Regions from separate parts of the Mus musculus genome. Here region 2 is linked to region 1. Evidence: chromatin contacts called from public promoter capture Hi-C data. All regions are on one chromosome and are shown on one strand. The core of a region is the stretch at or near the end of the contact, and the rest is flanking DNA. Distances in the headings are between cores, read along the strand shown.

Region 1 (3,397 bases), core at 778-3,277:
TGAAGTCCTTCCATTTTCTTTTTTTTTTTTTTTATTTCTGTCCTTCCATTTTCTTAATCTGCCTCTCCCAGACCACCACCAAAGCTAACATACACTCCCTAAGCACCTATTGCTTAAAAAGCTTGTATCCATCTCTTATTTTTTTTACCAAAGATTTTATTTATTTCATGTATGTGAGTACACTGTCACTGTCTTCAGACACACCAGAAGAGGGCATCGGATCCCATTACAGATGTTTGTGAGCCACCACGTGGGCGCTGAGAATTGAACCCAGGACCTCTGGGAGAGCAGTCAGTGTTCTTAACCATTGAGCCATCTCTCCAGCCCCCACCTCTATAAATGAACTGCATACCTTACAGATCATGGGATTGCCAATCTACCTCCAAAGTAAGCGCCTGGAGATCAGAGTCGTCTTTCCTGCCTGGCTTCCTGGTGTATGCCTGGTACACCGCTGACCTTTAGTGCATCGTCTGTTTAGATGAAAGAAACAGAAAACAAAAGCAGGCAGTTTTGTGGCAGACCTCCAGCTTCTTTCTGCCTTCTCCCACAGGAAGCCTGTTGTGACCTCTTTCTTTCCTTGAGGGAATTTTACCAGCTTGCTAAGATTCTGGAATAAATGTTTCCCCAAACCTAGTATCCCTATTTTCTGGCTATCCTTTCTCAGTGGTCAGGTGTAAGTTCATTGGAAGACCGGTTTCCTAGAGAAACCAGATTTGTAATCTCTGTAGCCCCACTCCAGTTTGTATAATCTGTGACTAAATTCACACTGTGTCCATATAATGCTCCATGCTTTGCCTGGAGAGTCTTGTTCTCCTCTGTCCAGTTCAGGCCTCTCCCCTCCTCTCCTCCTTAGCATATTATGAATGGCACCCTGTCTCCTGAGGACCCCATCTCTCCAGTCTTTCTCCCCTTCCAATCCAGATCTGGATTATGCTCACCTTCTGCACTCTGTCCCCACAATTCCCAGGCTTAGAACTGGTTAAGCTGCCATCCAGGCTGAGCCATGGTCACTCAGCATCAATACCCTGCAGCTGGTAGGTGGTCTCTGGTCCATTAAACGTCCTCACTGGATGAAACTGGGCCTTTTGGTTTTTACTTTTTTTTTTTTCATTTCATTTCATTTTATTTTATTTATATAGAGTACACTGTAGCTGTCTTTAGACACACCAGAAGAGGGCATCAGATCCCATTACAGATGTCTATGAGCCACCATGTGGTTGCTAGGAATTGAACTCAGGACCTCTGGAAGAACAACCGGTGCTCTTAACGGCTGAGCCATCTCTCCAGCCCAAACTCAGTCTTTTGTGTCTCCTCACTTTCTAATGCTGTTCGGGTATGGAACCAATGAGTCACGGTCCACATTCAAAGAGCCCGTTCAAGGGTGGGGGCGGGGGAGGGGAGGGGAATCTTTCTCTACTGCAGGGGCAGCATTTCCAAGCTGGTTTTAAGAGTGTGTGCGCACCAAAATCCACCCTGAACAACCCGTTCTCTGCCAACTTCTCAGAACCAGCTTAGCTGCTCTCCCAGCTCCAGATGCCTCTGTGGACCCCATCCTGGTGACCAGTGGTCTTTCCAGGGAGCTGGGCAGTGAGGGGGCCCCAGTAGTTCTCTCGGGGAGCTGAACAATGATGGGGTTCCAATGGTCCTCCTGGGGATCTGGACCATGATGGGGTCCTAGTCGTCCTCCTGGGGACATGGACAGTGATGGGACCCCAATGGTCCACCTGGGGAGTTGGACAGTGATGGGGCTTCAGTGGTACACCTGGAGTATTGGGCAGTGATGGAGTCCCAAGGTCCTCCCGTGATGGCCAGTGGTGGGCTGCAGTGGTCCTCTCGGGAATCTGGGTAGTGATGGGTTTCCAATGGTCCTCGAGAGGTGGCATTGGGTGGTCCAGGCCGACCACGCCCCAGCAGGAGGCTGTAAGGGTGTGAAGGCCCGCCCTCTGAGCATCACGCAAGGCATGCTGGGAGGACGCACTTCCTCTCAGGGGCCTCTAGAAACCACAGGTCCAGGCTGCGCCCCCGCAGCCGGCAGGATGGCAGAGGGCAAGGCGGGCGGAGCGGCTGGCCTCTTCGCCAAGCAGATGCAGAAGAAGTTCAGCAGGGCCCAGGAGAAGGTAGGCAGCCTGAGGAGAAAGGGTCCTGCTGCCCCAGAACGGGCGGGGAATGGGTGTCCACGAACATTGGCCGACGTGGGAGAGAAGGGAGCAGCTGAGGAGACAGCTGTTTCGCAGGAGCCTTCGGCAACCCTCAGCCTGACCCAGAAAAGGCGACAGGAAGGAACGAATGGTGGTGGTCAACTTTGTCACAGATTTTGTCCTAGCGCAAAGGCAAGGGTGGCTGGCTGGCGTCTCTCAGGTGATGAATGAGTTGGAAGATACTTGTCCCCAAAGTAAGAGACAGCGGCTGCGGTGGCAGTGAGTCGCCCCACTTAATTTGACTTGGGGGATTCACTGAGGACCAGGACACTGCACAGTTCTCCACACTTGAGTGTTGTTTAAACTGGTGTAAACGGAGGCGGGTGGATAGAAAACGCAAGGCATCCGAGGCTATATTACTGAGTTTAAGACCAGCCTGAGCTACTCTTTACCTCGGGGTGAGCGGGGAGCTCGTGTGTCCAGTAGCCAGCCCCAGTTTCTTACATCTATTCTTTTGCCTTGATGGTGATCCACAGCCTCTGGGTGTCCTTCCCATAATTTGCCAGTCCATTCAAATGATGGGCACACGCCTTTAATCCCAGCCCTCGGGAGGCAGAGGCAGGAGGATCTCTGTGAGCTCAAGATCTGCCTGGTTTACACAGAGACTTCCAGGACAGCCTAGACTACATAGACCCTGTCTCCAAAAAAAAAAAAAAAAAAAAAAAGGGAAAATGGATTATGGAGACACTCTTCACGCTGTTTATTTTATTTGCTTGGTTGTTTTGTTTTTTTGAGACAGGGTCTTACCGTGTTGACTGGGCTGGTCTTGTATTCAAGGTGAGATCTCTAGCTAAGGTCATAGGTATGAACCCCATTCTTACCACCCTTCACATGTTTTTGAGACAGTTTCTTGTACCCCCACCCCCAAACTCACTTTGACCTTGAACTTCTGGTCTCCCGTCTCTCTCTATCTTCTGGGTTGCAAGCATGTGTCATCACATCTCTTAGATGCTGAAGGTTGTACCTACAGCTTCTGGTTGAGGAAACCAGGCACCCTGCCAACTGAGCTCCGTCCCAGCCCCTTCCCTACACACTTAAAAGGCATTGTGATGTTACCTGTCCAGAGTCTTCCTTTGCCTAGCCACCATCTACCCACACTGTAGTAGAAGAGACATGGGCTAAAAGGAGAGGGTTCATGAACTTGAGGCTGTAAAGTACCTAGCACACTTAGCAATGGAAAGATTTGTATTCCCTTGTAA
Region 2 (3,441 bases), core at 383-2,882, 1.5 Mb before region 1:
TCTAGGTTGGCATTATCCAAACAATGTTACCAGACAATTTAAGTGAGGTTTTTGAATATTTATACAAAAGCTGCGGCTGCTAAGATATTCCAGTGGGTAAAATAATTTACTATGTAAACCTTGTGACTTGATTTTGATCATGAACTCACAGTGGAAGGAGAGAGCTGACTTCTAAAAATTACACAGACATATACAGACACACAGATACACACAGACATACACACACACAGACAGATACACACATACAGACACACACAGAGACAGATACACGCATACAGACACACACAGACATATACACACAGACACACACACACACACGCAGAGAGATACACAGATGCACACAGAGGAATGCACAGACACACACAGACAGACACACATAGACACAGTACTACTACTACTACTACTACTAATAATAATAATAATAATAATAGGGCTAGAGAGATGGCTCAGTGGTTAAGAGCACTGACTGCTCTTCCAGAGGTCCTGAGTTCAATTCCCAGCAGTGGCTCACAACCATCTGTAATGGAATCTGATGCCCTCTTCTGGTGTGTCTGAAGACAGCTACAGTGTATCATATACATTAAATAAATAAATAAATAAATAAATAAATAAATAAATAAATCTTAGATAAATAATGATTGGGGGGGTTTGTTTGTTTGTTTGTTTGTTGAGACAGGGTTTCTCTGTGTCGCCCTGGCTGTCCTGGAACTCACTCTGTAGACCAGGCCTGCCTCTGTCTCCCAAGTGCTAGGATTAAAGGCATGTACCACAACTGCCTTGGCTACTTTTTATTTCTTAGACAGGGTTTTCTGTAGCCCAATCTGGTTTGGATGTTATTGTGTGGCCAAGGGTGACCTCAAACTACGGATCACCTGGTCTCTACTTCCCAAGTGCTAGGATTACAGCTGTATGCCATCACACCAGTTGCCATCACACCAGTTGCCATCACACCAGTTTTATGTGGTGCTGCGCATCAGGTAGATTGGCACTCTACAAGTTTAGCCACATCCCCAGCCTGTCCTTTATGACTGCCGTGATCCCTCACCTCCATATGTCGAGTCCATTGCACCAAGTCTGGGGTTCCGTGTGTCCTTGCGTTCCCTAGGAGGAAGAACCAAAGGGGACTCACTAGGGAGGAGTTAGGTGTTCTGTGTGCTCACAGCCTCCGTTCCCAGTCAATATTTAGAATCGTGGGTAGAGCCACTAGCCAGGGAAGTGACACACACAGTGGCGAGAAAGAGCCTGATGCAATTGCTGGAAACAGGGGACCCAAAACAAGGAAGTACTCCATTCACCCCTAATGAAGGCCAAACCACGCTCTGAACATTTCTCCATTGCCAGTCCGCGTGCTGGGGGGAAAAGGGCAGAAACTGCCTTCTCTGGCTTCCCAGAACAGCCAGAGGAAAGGAAGTGGCCTTAGCGGCTAGCTCTTACACACACCCATCTCAGGCCCGCCTGAGTGTCTGGAGCGTGGGGGATGGGAGGGCGGCTCACCTTCTCCTCCACGGGCTCCCTTCTCCTGCTCCTCTCCCAGCCCTTCTCTCCTCCGAAGCTGGGGCACCTTTGGCTGCATGGTGCCAGTGTAGAGCGGACAGCACACAGCTGTTGTCTGTCTTCTTCCTTTCTTTCTTTCTCAATCTACCTACAGAGCTTGTGTCCCACTCAGAGATCTGACAACTCCAGGGACTAAAGTCCTTTCCGGAGCCCCGTTGAGGGTTAGATAGGTTATCTGCAGGCAGTGTTTCTCATACTCTGGCCCTGCCTGTGGCTTTCACAGCTCTCTCACCACAACCACTATGATCAGCTTCACGCTATTGCTATTTCACTTTCGGGAGTGAGTCTGTGCATCAGGTTGTGAGGGGGACTTTGCTTCCCCGAGGCTTATCACATAGCTTGGCTCTTCCTGGCTCTCTCTACCAAGACTGAAGGTCAGGGAGGGACCAGAAACATCTTCGTGTACCTTGTAGTCATTTTTCTGAGGGCACAGGATGAGGCCTGTAGTGACATGTGTGTGCAACAATATTTTTGTCAGGAGCTCTATTTGTGTCATGTGTGATGGTCGAGGCCCCTCAGTGTCAGCTCTTCCCTACACCTTGGGTTACCACATAAGCAGAAAGGGCAGACACACACTTATTCAACAGTAAATAGCGCCAGGGGTTGCCTTGCCTACCTATGTAACTTCAGGAAAGTGGACCAAACTTTTTAAGCTTCTTCTGAAAAAAAAAAAAAATTATGGGACAAAATGTCCCTACGTCATCAGGTGATTGCCAGCACAAATAAGGTAGTCTGGAGGTAGTCTGGATAAACCATACAGAGCCTGAGCACATTTGTTTCTTTCTGGTAGGCAGTAGGGCAGGTGAGTGCCTTGGGAGTTCCACTTTGGCAAATTCCTGCTGGGGATTAACTATTAATCCTCCTCCTCCATCAGTCCAGAGGTCAGTGATAGAAGCAAGATTGTAATCACTGTGATCTCGGACTGAGGCCAGGATCTCAGTCAGTCCCACAAGGGAGCTCCGGGTGGGTATCCGGGTGAGGATAAAGAAAGGGCTTGCTGCCTGTGGCAGTGGCAGTCTACTGTATTCCAAGGGCAATGGAAGAGGCTGGCTGTGCTCTGCAGGGAAGGTAGAAACACTATGACCAATGGGAGACAGTGAGCACGAGGCCCCAGATCTGAATGAGACAGACGCAGAGACGTAAGCCAGAGACACCCCCCCAATACTGTTTTATTAGTACACAAGCCAACAGCAATCTTTCTAACTAGCTGTGTAAAGGCCCAAGGGTGACAGGGACAATGGGGTGGGGCGTGAAGGTGGGTCTTGGGGCACAGAGTTATTCATTGCTTCACATACAGCTCAAATGACAGCCCCCTGTTCCTGCTGGCGTCCTGGAGGCTCCCTCGGGGCTTCACCCACTGCTCCTGGCAGAGCACTGAGTGCTTCCTTGACCATCTGGAGACACTGGCAAAGGCTGGCCCATCGGATCCACACACCAGCAGGGGCCACGGCGATTCCCCTGCGAGGAACGACACTGGGGAGAGAGGTGCAGGTCAGGGTGAGGTCCAGGCTTTGAGCAGGAAAGCATCTGAGAGCTCTTAGTTGCTTTACCTACTGAATAGGGCCCACTCTGCTAGGCCAGAGCAATAGCTTTCAAAATGCAGTTTCTGTCAACAGCCCAACATCACTTATGTTAGAAACTTGTGTTCACAGGCTAGCCCAGACCTACTGAGTCACAAAATGCAGAAGGGGCTCCACCAGCACCAGCTCAGACGCCTCCAGGTGATTCCCCAGGGCTCCCATTTGAGGCCACCACAAGGCCTTATCCTAGAAGAGACTTTAAGTCTCCCATTGCAATTGTTGGCCTTTGTTTTTCTTTCAGATCACGCTAGAGATGGAGCCCACAGTACTGCTAAGCAGAGCTTTGCCAACGAGCTATAAACTTCTT

What was found. Capture Hi-C pulls out chosen DNA fragments and counts their contacts.
Region 2: a contact with region 1 is called in a promoter capture Hi-C map of liver. The contact joins the promoter of Soat2 here to the promoter of Bin2 in region 1. A contact is called at or near these places in 3 of 39 promoter capture datasets (hippocampal neurons, liver and pre-B cells) and 2 of 9 other capture datasets (liver and macrophages).

The regions. Positions count from the first base shown.
Region 1 is chr15:100,668,133-100,671,529 of GRCm38.p6, reverse strand. It overlaps Bin2 (bridging integrator 2), which reads left to right and starts at 2,027. Exons shown (of 11, transcript NM_001270537.2): 1 at 2,027-2,117. The coding sequence starts at 2,037.
Region 2 is chr15:102,148,766-102,152,206 of GRCm38.p6, reverse strand. Soat2 (sterol O-acyltransferase 2) reads right to left here and starts at 1,632. Exons shown (of 15, transcript NM_146064.1): 1 at 1,495-1,632; 2 at 1,046-1,101. The coding sequence starts at 1,573. Igfbp6 (insulin-like growth factor binding protein 6) reads right to left here. Exons shown (of 4, transcript NM_008344.3): 4 at 2,695-3,027. The coding sequence ends at 2,905.